Linked DNA regions of Sus scrofa: region 1 is linked to region 2. Evidence: chromatin contacts called from public Hi-C data. All regions are on one chromosome and are shown on one strand. The core of a region is the stretch at or near the end of the contact, and the rest is flanking DNA. Distances in the headings are between cores, read along the strand shown. Region 1 overlaps GRAMD1B (GRAM domain-containing protein 1B). Region 2 has its middle 64 kb from the start of GRAMD1B.

What was found. Hi-C and Micro-C count contacts between places; a contact is called where the count stands out from the background.
Region 1: a Hi-C map of blood shows a contact between it and region 2, with 3 times the contacts expected there. The contact joins two enhancer-like sites. A contact is called at or near these places in 7 of 47 Hi-C or Micro-C datasets (blood, embryonic fibroblasts, epiblast stem cells and 4 more) and 1 of 2 datasets of contacts at active chromatin or transcription factors (skeletal muscle).

The regions. Positions count from the first base shown.
Region 1 is chr9:50,359,207-50,365,827 of Sscrofa11.1, forward strand. The region is part of intron 1 of GRAMD1B (GRAM domain-containing protein 1B); the gene reads left to right. Among named protein-coding and RNA genes, the nearest start is that of GRAMD1B, 100 kb to the left of the region's middle. Within about 2 kb of position 1,290, at least 9 of the 83 cell types and tissues checked have an H3K27ac peak or open chromatin away from gene starts, as enhancers often do.
Region 2 is chr9:50,191,888-50,198,518 of Sscrofa11.1, forward strand. No RefSeq gene overlaps it. Among named protein-coding and RNA genes, the nearest start is that of GRAMD1B, 64 kb to the right of the region's middle. Within about 2 kb of position 3,469, at least 3 of the 83 cell types and tissues checked have an H3K27ac peak or open chromatin away from gene starts, as enhancers often do.

The DNA.
Region 1 (6,621 bases), core at 40-2,539, 170 kb after region 2:
AATTGAATATAGGACGAGATATAATGAGCAGGGGGCCGGGAAAGGTATGTTTCATTAACATTCTCAAGTCAGAAATTAATGATTTGTGGCTATTCAATTTCTGTTTTGTTCGCCATTCTGATAACAAGTATTCCAGTACCTGTTGCCCTCTTGCTAGTAAAAGGTGACAATGTGTGTTTTTTATCAGAAAGTTGTCACAGTGCTTGGCAGAGAAGATAGGCATTTAGTCCCGTGTGAAAAATCATTTGTGGAAACAGATCAGGCTTTAAACCCAGATTTCTTGACTCCAGGTCCAGTCAATGCTGTTTCTTCCCAAGCCCCGGACGGCTCTCTGAGTGTTGGTAAATGAGCAGAGTTCTTGGGTAGGACTGTTTTAATTTCTTCTAATGGAAAAAAAAAAAAAAACCATGATAAACATGATAATAGTTTTATCTTAAACCAGTTTTTCCTGGGGCACAAGGGCAAATGAAGGTGCATGGGCGATGCACGGGGGACGGGGATAGGAGTGGGGCTGGGAAGGGGAGACGAGGAGGCTGAAAGGACCCTTTCTGGAAAACAGTGCAGCCTCTGGTCTGTCCTTGAACTCCGTGGTCCCCTCCATGGTATCTGGCAGTTTGCCTGTGATAAAGTTTCTGCATAATTATTCCTCCTGCCACATGTGTCCTCTGTCCTGTGGGACTCAGGAATTCGTCCTTCTTTTCATATGCATCAGGCTCTCCTCTCCTTGGTGCCTCAGTCCTTGGCCCCTGAGGTCAAGATACAAAACACAAAGATACAGAATACCGTATCTTCCCTACCTCGACCTTTAGGACTCGTACACTTTCAGCTTAAGGACTTTGAATTCTGTTAACTAGAGGGAAACAGGTGGTGATAAAATTCACTGCCAGTTGGGAAGCCACAGGCATAAAGTGTCTTGAAAACATATTTATTCTTAATTGAGTTGGATCTTCAATCAGATGTGAAATAGACCCCTGCCACTCTTGGGGAGCATCTGAAATGTTCCTGTAGGAATTCACCAGTTGTTTCTGGGGAATCAGCTGCCCAGTCTTCTCTAGGTTGGCTCCTAAATCAAGCTACTCCTATCTCAGCTGGCAGTAGCATCAAGTTGGCACTGCCAAGCCTTTCCTACACTTGTTTCTCTGAAGAGGCCCCCAGGGCACCTGCATTTCTGCTGTGCAGCTGGCCTGCCTGTTCTGAGTTCTGCTCTCATACCTAAATGGGACAGCTCTGGCCTTTCTAGTCTTGAAAACCTGCCCCTTGGGCTGAGGCCAACCCTTATCTGGCTTCCTAGAAGTCTATCTATGCCTGGCTCTGGCTCTAGGAAGTTCTGCCTTCTCCCTGGGCAAGTTGCTCTGGGTGTTTTGGCTTGCCTATGGCTTTTTCACCAGCTGGTTGATGAAGCAGCACTGCTCTGAAGCATAAGTTTGTTTTTTTTTTTTAGGTATAGTCAAAAAGGTATTTATTTCTACGGTTTCACTTGCGGCCTTGAGACCTCATGGCAGGCGCTATTTCACGTCAGTGCCTGTTGACTGGCCAGGGCAAATTCTTTGTCACTTCTTGTTTCAAGGTCTTTGCTGCATTGGGCTTCCCAGATGTTCTTGCTTTCTGGCTGAGAGTTGCCTCCTGCAGAACAGAGACGATTGGCAATTTCAGCAGAATGAACATTCAGGTTCTTCTCAGCTTCCCACCCCATGTTCAGATCTTCCCCAGTCTCATCACAGGTCCTTCCTGCCACCCACCCCTTCCCAACTCCAAGTGAAGGCTAAGCCCGGCACTGTCATGTGCTCAGAGTGAAAGAACAGAGAATTCAGGGCAGAAAAACCTTGATTAAAATCCTTATTCCTTAGCTTACCAACCATTCGCTCTTAGACATGTCATGTATTCCCTTGAACTCTTACTTTCTTCATCTTTTTTTTTTGTTTGTTTGTTTTTTTGCTATTTCTTTGGGCTGCTCCCACGGCATATGGAGGTTCCCAGGCTAGGGGTTGAATCGGAGCTGTGGCCACTGGCCTACGCCAGAGCCACAGCAACGCTGGATCCGAGCCGCGTCTGCAACCTACACCACAGCTCACGGCAACGCCGGATCCTTAACCCACTGAGCAAGGGCAGGGATCGAACCCGCAACCTCATGGTTCCTAGTCGGATTCGTTAACCACTGCGCCACGACGGGAACTCCTTTTTTTTTTTTTTTTTTTTGTTCTTCATCTTTAAAATGGACATCGGGAGTTCCCATTGTGGCTCAGTGGTTAACGAATCCAACTAGGAACCATGAGGTTGCAGGTTCGATCCCTGGCCTTGCTCAGTGGGTTGGGGATCCAGCATTGCCGTGAGCTGTGGTGTAGGTCGCAGAGCGGCTCAGATCCCGATTTGCTGTGGCTGTGGTATAGGCTGGCAGCTGTAGCTCCAATTTGACCCCTAGCCTGGGAACCTCCATATGCCGTGGGAAGCAGCCCTAGAAAAGGCAAAAAGACAAAAAATAAAAATAAAAATAAAATAAAATGAACTTCAGGGAGTTCCCGTTGTGGCTCAGTGGAAGTGAACCCGACTGGTATCCAGGAGGATTCAGGTTCGATCCGTGGCCTCGCTCAGTGGGTTAAGGATCCAGCTTTGCCAAGAGCTATGGTGTAGGTTGCAGACGCAGCTCAGATCCTATGTTGCTGTGGCCGTGGCATAGGCTGGCAGCTGTAGCTCCGATTTGGTCCCTAGCCTGGGAACTCCCATATGCTGTGGGTGCAACCCTAAAAAGCAGGGGGAAAAAAGGGGACATCAGAGTATGTGTGTGTATATATATATATTTATTTATTTTATTTTTTTTGTCTTTTTGTCTTTTTTTTGTTGTTGTTGTTGTTGTTGCTATTTCTTGGGCTGCTCCCGCGGCATATGGAGGTTCCCAGGCTAGAGGTCGAATCGGAGCTGTAGCCACTGGCCTACGCCAGAGCCACAGCAGCGCGGGATCCGAGCCGCGTCTGCAACCTACACCACAGCTCACGGCAACGCCGGATCGTTAACCCACTGAGCAAGGGCAGGGACCGAACCCGCAACCTCATGGTTCCTAGTTGGATTCGTTAACCACTGCGCCACGACGGGAACTCCTATATATATAATATAATATATGTATATAATCTACTTTATAAGGTTGGAAAGATCAGATGGAAGAATGTACAGGGAAGTACTTTGTAGACTGGAAAGTACTGTTTAAATGTGAAGGGCTACTATTAGTATTAAATACAACATATTAGTATGCAGTAGCTTGAATACACTGGAAAAAAGCAGCCCATATTTGCACGAAAGCACATTGTCTCTGATGTGGTCCACAGGCTATCTTCAGGACTCGGGCAGAGGCGCCATTCCCCATGGCAAAGACTGCTGAGGCTCCGCTTTGTCATCGCTCCGTGGCTCAAGGGGACAGAGCTCTGGGGCAGGTGGAAGAAGGACATCAATGAGCTAGGTCCTGGAGAGACAGCCAGGTTTTTGTGTGACATGGGGCTCAATTGGCCAAAGTGGGAGATACAGTTATTGAGGTGGGGTCTGTGGGATCATGTAGAAGAGACATTTAAAGCAGAGGGAACACTATGGACAAAGTTTGGAGGGCTGGGGGCACAAGTGGTTCCATGTCAATAGAACATTAGGGCCTTAGGAGGAACTTCCTGTCGGGGAAGTTGAGAAGTTGAGAAGAAGAGGTTGGTGTTGTGTTGGAAGGTCTTGTGTGTGAGGCAAAGAACTTTGGACTGTCATCTCAGATATTAGGAAGCCTTCAAAGGCCTGTAACCTGGGAAGAGGCATATCTAGAGCGTTTTTAGAAGCTATAGGTCTGGTCCAGGCACATCCTTTGCTGGACTGGTTTGCCTTCACCAGTGGTGCACGTCACTTCCCAGTTGTGATTTTAGTGTCATCACGTTGGTGCTTGAAATCAACTGTGATGGGAATATGTACAGCACAGAAGTCAGCAAGTGATAGAAATCAGTCTCCCTTTCCCCCTCAAGCTGGTTGTTAAAAGTTTATTTGGCACAGATAAGGGGCCGTTTCAATAGAGTAGGACTTCAGTAGTTTGCAGACCTAGGATGTGCCTTAAAAATCCTTTAGACTCCACCCTAGACCCCCAGAATCAGAATCTAGGGCAAGTGAGGGAATAGGAACATATCTATTTATTTATTTTTTATTTTATTTTTTTGGCTGCACCCTTGGCATACGGAAATTTTGGAGTCAGGTATCCAATTCAAGTCATAGCTGCAACCCACGCCACAGCTGTGGCAACACCAGATCCTTAACCCACTGCACTGGGGCCAGGGATTGAACCTGTACCGCTGCAGAGACAACACCAGATCCTTAACCTGCTGCACCACCAGGAATTCCTCGTAGGAACCTATTTTTAAGAAAGTTTTAAATCAATTCTTGTGTAGCCAGTCTGGCCCTGGTCTTTGGACTGTGGCAGGTACGGGAGGAATAGGGAAGAGGGGCTGGATATAAAAGATGCTTCAAAGGTAGGAACACCAGAACTCAGCGGCAGATTGGAGGTAGGGAGTGGAGGGGAGGGAACTGACAACCTATTTCTGAGTTTCCCTGTTTGGACAACTGAGTGGATGGATGGATAGTGATGCAGGTGGCTGAGTTAAGGAAGGCAGATGTGAGTTATTTGGTAGAAGAGGTGACAGAGGAAGAGGGAGAGAGTAGTTTTGGGCCTGGTGCCTGGGGAGGCCATAGAGGCATAGACTAGAGTAGGGCCAGGTTGGCAGTGGGAAAAGAAGTTAGGAGCCTATTAAACTAATCCCAGCAAGGAGTGTTGAGAGCTTGACCCAAGGGTGGCGGGCAGCGTGATGAATGGAGGACGAGCTGCCTTAGAGGGAAAGTAAGAAGATAGAGTGTGCAGGGCCTGGTGTGAAATTGATGTAGAGATGCAGTTCCAGTTGGAATGAATCCTTACTGGTGGAGTCCAAGGAGAGGACAAAAATATGGTGAATTTAGTATTGGGTACATTCAGTTTGAGAATCCTGTTGAACTCAAGAGAAACCAGTACTATGACAGATGTATGATAATAAAAATAACTATTGGAGTCTGCTGGTGGTCTAGCAGTTAAGGTCCTGGGGTTGTTACTGCTATGGTTCAAGTTTGATCCTGGTCCAAGTACTTCTGCATGCCGCAGACAGTCAAAAAAATAAACCAAAACAAAACAAAAACCATTTTGAGGGTATTTATGACTTGCAGAGACTTCTGTTAAGTGCTTTATATTAGTTAACTTGTTTAACCTTCCAAACAGGTCTATGAAGTGACCTACATTTTAAACAATGAGGTGGCAGGAATGTAGAGAGGGGTTAATAAGCTGCTCTAAGTTACTCAGATAACTAGTGGCAGGGCTGGAACTCAAATCCTGGGTTTGACCTGGAAACCTCTCTGTTTCCAAAAAAGCTTTCTGCTATGATGGAAATATTCTCTGTCTGCACTGATATGGTAGCTACTAGCCACATGTGGTTACTGAGTTCTTGAAATGTAACTAGTACAACTAAGGGACTGATTTTTAATTAATTTAAATTTAAATAGCCACATGTGACAAGTGACAGCTCAGTTCCCTGCTATCTTTGGGAGTCATTAAGGCGTCCATCATGATTGAAGCCTTGCATGTGGGTATGATTCCCCAGAGATATATTGCAATGGATTTTAATCTTCTGTGGGTCACAGGCCTATTTGAGAATCGGATGAGAGCTATAAATCCTCTCCAATGAATGTGTAATATAGCAATTTCAGAGATCTGTGAAACTTAGTTTCCCTGGGTATAAAGCTGGAAGAGGAAGGAACTGAATGAAATGTGAACTCCTTGAGTTTAGAGGGCTCATCTGTTTTGTTTACTACTCTGTTAGTATCCACTTTGTTAGGATCTAGGTTCTAGAACGATGCCTGGTCTCTAGTTGGTGTTGGATAATTTCTTGAGTAGCTGAATGAGTCCTGGGAAACATTTTAGGAGCCAGCAGAAGAAAGTCCTGGGAAACATTTTAGGAGCCCACAAAGTTCCCTAAAAAAAGAAGAGAAAAACAAAAGTAGGACAAAGTCCAAGAACCAGGAGAGATTGGTGTCATAGAAGGCAGGAAGGGTGAAATTTAAAGAACGGTAGTAATCGGCGGGGTGGTCACATAAGGTTAGGATGTAACTGTTGTCATTGGCTCTGGCTAACAGAGGTTCTGGTTAGTAAAACCAAGGAGGAGTAGGGGTGCAGTCCAGGTTACAGTGACTAATTTGAAAATCAGTGGTGAGGAAGTGGAGGCAGTGAGTGTGATGTCTGGTGGGTCTTAATTCTTGTTGCCCACTAGGAAGCTTTTAAAAAATATGCATTCCTGGGAGTTCTCTGGTGGCCTAGTGGTTAAGGATTTGGCATTGTCACTGCTGTGGCTCAGGTTCAATTCCTGGCCTGGAAAGTTGTGCATGCCTTGGGCATATGGCCAAAAATAAAAAATAAAAAATAAAAAGGCATCCCTGGACAGGCTCAGACTTTAACTTGGTAAATTTGGGAAGGAGGCAGGGAAGCTGTATAGTAAAGCACCCAGCTTATTCTGATACAGTTTTTTAAAAGTAATTTAAAGTAGTTTATTGATTGCCACAGATGCATTCGATGTGGTAATGTTTAAAATGTTT
Region 2 (6,631 bases), core at 2,219-4,718:
ACCTGAAGTGCTCTGATGAGATTATTGCAGACCACTTTGGGTTCATGTCTAGCTTTGCATGAATGGAACTTCAAGTGCCAGAGGTAAAGAAGCGTGCCAGACTCCGTAAGGAAGGGGCCAAAAGCAGCAGGTGTCCCAGTGAGGTGGCCTCATTGTCAATTACCTCCACCCTTTACCTGCGACTAACACCACCATCTACTGAACAATTACCAGGGACTGTGCTGAGTGTTTTTCATGCCCGGCCACTTAATCATTCATTTTTACTACCCCATTAGCAGACGAGGAAACCAAAGCTCTTTTGACAATGTGGAATAACTAGCCCAAGAGTATATAATGGTAAATATGGAGGCATCATTTGAGACCAGGGATTTCCATCTTCAGCTCGTTTGCTCTTTAAATCTGCACTATCTTATCTCTCACCAAACAGATAATATATTTGTTTGTTATCAGACAGGCGATAAATGACCTGGATCACCATATTGACTGGCAAGGAGGGGAAAATAATTTATGGCATGGATATGTTGTTGGATAGGGTTGAATTGTATTCATAGGAAAGACTGAGTGAATTCCCATCACTCAAGGCAGCACTGCCAAGGGCTCCAGTCACACTGTGTCCTTTCTCAATTCCCCTAATCCACTGAATACACAGGGAAAGTCCACAAGACAGATGACTATTTAGATGACTTTGTCCAGAGTTCTCAAAGGATTTGGGTGAGCACCAGGATGTGGTCATGGTTAGGAAGAAGGTGACAGTTGTCCTTGGAATAATAATATTACGAGCTGCCAATCACTAAACACTTACCATGCGCCAGATATAGCAATGAGTGCTTAATATGCCTCAAGTTTCCTCATATAACCCTGAAAGGGGGGCCTTATTACACCCATTTATCCTTTTAAAAATGGGTTCAGAGAATTTAAGTAATCTGCCTAAATTTTTACTGGAAATGCATCTGTGATCCAAACTCTGAAGCCAAGCTTAGCCTCTTAACCCTGATGCTCTGCTACCACCATCCAGACAACAGATAAATATTGTTGAATTGATTTGAAAAATAATTATCACCACCACACCTTCTTCCCAATAGAATGAGTGGCCTTGCAAATCTGCAGGTTATGCTCAGCTAGAGTCTGTCCAAGAGATCTCACCTGGAGGGAGGTGGGTCAAAGCCAGCCCTATAGCCCCATCAGATCTATCAGATCCTATGCAATCTACTTTTGGGGTAGGCAAGGCAGGCTCAGACGGTCTGGAAAGCCATATTAGCAATTCTCAGAAAATCTTCCATAGTTCTCTGTACTCAAAGAAGCACTTCTGAAGCAAAGCTCCAGGTGGTCCCTACACCTTATCGTCTTTTTTGTTGTTGTTGTTTTTCTGAGACCAAATAACAAGGAGCTGGGAGCCAGGGTGATGATTACTTCTCCCAAGCCCTTCCTGTCTGCAGTCACTTGGCTGACCCTTCCAGAAAGAAGCCTCTCTTCCCATATGACCCCGCCTCAGCTCTGACTTTCCAAGATTCCCTTCCTTTGACTGTATCTTGAGACAATAGAACTGAAAACATAGAAATTCAAAGTGAAGGCTTCATACATCCCAGCAGCTCCCAGAGTATTTACTAAGTTATGTGGAGGGATAAAAACAGCTCATGAGGCAGCTGATAAGAATAACATTTCTTACCCTGACACCTACAGTCAATTAATCTTCAACAGAGGAGGCCAAGAACATAAAATGGGAAAAAGACAGTCTCTTCAGCAAGTGAGGCTGGGAAAACTGGACAGCTGCATGTAAATCAATTCAATTGGAACACACCCTCGCACCATGCACAAAAATAAACTCAAAATGGCTTTAAGACCTAAATATAAGACAAGACACCATCAAACTCCTGGAAGAGACTATAGGCAAAACATTCTCTGATATCAACCTTACAAATGTTTCCTCAGGTCAGTCTCCCAAAACAACAGAAATAAAAGCCAAAATCAACCAATGGGACCTAATCAAACTGACAAGCTTTTGCACAGCAAAGGAAACCATAAAAAACCAAAAAGACAACTTACAGAATGGGAAAAAATAGTTTCAAATGATGCGGCTGACAAGGGATTAATCTCTAAAATATACACACAACTTATACAACTCAACAGCAAAAAACCCAAAACAAACAAACAAACAAACAAAAAAAGCCCAAAAAAAACCCATTGGAAAAATGGCCAAAAGACCTGAATAGACATTTCTCCAAGGAAGATTACAGATGGCCAACAAACACATGAAAAAGTGCTCAACATCCCTGATTATTAGAGAAATGCAAATCAAAACAACTGTGAAGTACCACCTCACACCAATCAGAATGGCCATCATTAATAAGTCCACAAATAATAAGTGCTAGAAAGGGTGTGGAGAAGAGGGAACCCTCCTGCACTGTTGGTGGGAATGTAAGCTGGTACAACCACTGTGGAAAACAGTATGGAGGTACCTTAGAAAACTATACATACATCTACCATATGACCCAGCAACCCCACTCTTGGGCATATATCTGGACAAAACTTTCCTTAAAAAAAAACATATGCACCCGCATGTTCATTGCAGCTCTATTCACAATAGCCAAGACATGGAAACAACCTAAATGTCCATTGACAGATGATTGGATTAGGAAGATGTGGTGTATATATACACGATGGAATACTACTCAGCCATAAAAAGAGCGAAATAATGCCATTTGCAGCAACAAGGATGGAACTAGAGACTCTCATCCTGAGTGAAGTCAGAAAGAAAGACAAATACCATATGATATCACTTATATCTGGTATCTAATACACAGCACAAAAGAACCTTTCCACAGAAAAGAAAATCATGGACTTGGAGAATAGACCTGTGGTTGCCCAGGGGGAGGAGGAGGGAGTGGGGTGGTTTGGGAGCTTGAGGTTAACGGATGCAAACTATTGATTTTGGAATGGATTGACAATGAGATCCTGCTGTGTAGCACTGAGAACTATGTCTAGTTATGACGGAGCATGGTAATGGAAGAGAAAAGTATGTACACATGTATGTGTAACTGGGTCCCCAGGCTGTACAGTGGGGAAAAAAACTGTGTTGGGGAAATAACAATAAAAAATAAAATAAAATAATGATTTGATAGCCCTTCAAAAAATAAATAAATAACATTTCTTGCCAAGAGAGCCCTTATGGAAAAGAAGGACTGGCGAAAAAAGAGAGTCTCTATGGCCTTGAGCGTCAGTAAAAAGAGCAACCTTTTGGAGAGGACAACAAAGAGGTTGGTGACAGCAATAGAAATAGCCAGTGGGAAGTGCTGGGAGTGGGGAGGGGGATTGCTAGGGGAAGAAGCAGCAAAGAGTTTCAGGACAGATCCATATTACAGCTCATTAAAAAAAAAATCAATCAGTAAGCTTTTACTGAGTGCTGGGGGCACAGTGGCAATGTGAAACTAAAAGAGCAGGCTCATTTGCAAGGAGTGTGCAGGGTACTGGGTAGATAAAAATAGCCCACTTGAAACAATTAGAGAGCAATTAATGCCAAACTGTCTGGTTCAGGCTGGAGTACAACAGACTCCAGTGTGTGGAGAAAGCCTGATGAGCTGGAATAGCCAGACAGGGACAGGAAAAACTCTGGAGCCCCAAGGTCCTGGGAGTGGAATGCTTTGAAGGAAAGTTCTCTTCTGTGGGATGCTCAGCCTGGGCAATACAGCACCAAACAGCAAACCGCAGCCCTGCCCTGCCGGAAGTTTCCAGTTAAAAAGCTTAGTATAGGAGTTCCTGTTTTGGCTCAGTGGTTAATGAATCTGACGAGGAATGATGAGGTTTCGGGTTCAATCCCTGGCCTCGTTCAGTGGGTTAAGGATTCCGCATTGCCGTGAGCTGTGGTGTATGTCGCAGACATGGCTCAGATCCCCAGTTGCTGTGGCTGTGGTGTAGGCCGGCAGCTGCAGCTCCAATTGGATCCCTAGCCTGAGGAACCGCCATATGCTGCAGGTGCGGCCCTAAAAAGCCAAACAAAAACAAAAACAAAAACAAAAAAACATAGCACAGAGCTTGACCTATGATAGCTTTGCTACCATCCAGTGTTCTTGGCCTCCTTAATCAATAGAAATTGCTAAGAGCCCAGACAGGAAAATTCGGGCAAGTCTTTACTGCGGCCCTTGCTGAGTGGGTGGGAAGCAAAAACCAGCAACAAGTCCCCTTTCTCCCTGAGTGGTGGGGGGTGGGGGTTCCCTTATACGGGGTGAAGGTGGAAGTGGGCCCAGGGGTCAGGCCAGAGGGGTGGCTTAGGTCATTTGCCCACTCCTTTGCTGAGTACCTAAGTACCCTGCTTTTGCTCACCAATCCTCAGAAGTAGCAGTTACTCTTTTAGTTTTTTGTATCTTGTCCATAATTTGCCACAACTGTACATACATACAGTTATTTTTAGTCCCTTATAGTTTCTTTGTGTTTTGTTTTGCTTCAGGATATGTTTGTCCAGGTGTAGGCACTGCAGTCACTGCAGCAAAGGGTCCCAGGTCCCAGATCTCAGCCTGACTCAGCTTTGTTCAATAAATGAAAATAAAGAGCAAATGACTGGAGTCCTAGGACTTCCTGATGACAACTGAAGAAGCAGAACACAATAGCACCTATGTGGAAACATTCCTTGGGCTACTGTGTACTTAGAGCCTATTTATTTATTTGGCCATACCCTTGGCAAATGGAAGTTCCTGGGCCAGGGGTTGAACCCAAGCCACAGCTGCAACCTAGGCCACAGCTGTAGCAACACCGGATCCTTAACCCACTGTGCCATGGTGGGAACTCCTAGAGCCTAATTATTTATACCATGCCTCAGATCGCTGGATCTCCTTAAATACATTGGCTCAATCAATCATTAATTCTGTAAAAAGTATGCACTTACTATGCACACTAGATAATGTGACAGGCGCTGGATAGAATCATTAAAAAACAACGTTTCTGAAAAGACTGCATACTGTATGAATCCAACCATCTAATATTCTGGAAAAGGCAAACTATGGAGAGACTAAAAAAGATCCGTGGTTGCCAGGGATCAGCGGTGGGGGAGGAATGACTAGGCAGAGCTCGGAGGATTGTTAGGGCAGTGAAAATACTTTGTGTGATACTATAAGGGTAGATACACGCCCTGATGCATTTGTTCCAACCCTCAGGTTGTACACCACCAAGAGTGATTCCCTAGTGTAAACTCTCAGGGACTTTGGGGTATAATGATATGTCAATGGAGTTTCATAGATTGTAACAAATGTCCCACTCTGCTGGGGGATGTTGATAATGAAGGAGGCTCTGATGTGTGGGGGGAGGGGGTACATGGAACAATCACTGGGCCTTTCTCTCAGTTTTGCTGTGAACCTAAAACTGCTATTAGAAACTAGTCTTACAAAGCAGACAGTGCTTTCCTCTGGAGAGAGTTCATTGTCAAGTGAGGAGATAAACAGTCACATACGTTTAGTTCAGTATAACTGCATAATTGCTTTCATGGTATGTTGTGCAAAGGATAGGAAGGAGTCTGAGGAAAGGATCCCCCAGGCTGTGCAGAGTGAAGGGCAGACCTCACAGAGGAAGACCCACTGAGTGGCTCTGGTGCGGGTTCATCAGGGGCAAGGTGTGGCGAGTGGGGATCACATGCAGGCAGATGGAACGGAATGTGCGAAATCTGAAAGCAGGAGAGAATAGAGTAACATGTTCTGAGATCTATAAATAGTTGAGAATTGCCAGAGCACACAGTTCTGGAGGGGGAGCAATGGAACATGAGGAGAGACAGATCAGCAGGAGCCCAATTATGAACAACTCTGGTAGCCAAGCAAGTGGGACAGATTGTGTCTTGTTAATGACTGAGAGGCTATGGAGGAATGTTGAGTGGTGGGATGATGGGATCAGATTTATGGATCAAAAAGAACATGTTGTCAGCTTCATGAAGGATGGATGGGGTGGGAGGCAGTGGGGAAGGATAATTAAGGTGGAGACAGGCCAAATGGGAGAGCGTGGCAATGGTCTATGTAAGGGACCACAGGAACCTTGTTTAGGGCACCGGCAGTGGAGGAGGACGGGCAGGGAGAGACCCCTAAGCTACTTAGGAACTTAAATCAACAGGCCAGGTGGATGCAGGGGTGAGGGAGGGGAGACCAGGACGAGTGTGAAGACGGCAGTGCTGGTCACAAGCACCACCTCATGGTTTTCCTTCCCCTTGGGCCTGCCTCCCCTGACATCTTTGCTTTCTCCTCTAGGACCCCTGGAAAATGACACCAGAGTAAATAAACACCCTTACATCCTCAAGCTCTTCCTGGAAACCTGACCACTTCTTGCTTTGAAATGGAACCTGGTCTTAGGTGAGGGCACAGCTTTGCCAACATGGTCTGTTCTGGATGATGCACACTCTCCTATCCCCCAGGCCCCACCCAGACTAGCAGCCCCCCCAACAACCTTGGGAGTTTCCCAGTTCTGCTTCTAAAGCACACGTTCTCCTTCCTCATAAATGTTGCCCCTCGGAGGTCCATGCCCTTCGCTAGACCCTCCTTATTGCTTTCACCTGTCTCTCCATTTTCAGCCATCTATCAATCCTCTAAATTTCTTTCTGCAACTGGTCTAGAAAACATATTACTTCATAACTATCTTTTGATTATCCTCACTTCTCTGTCTC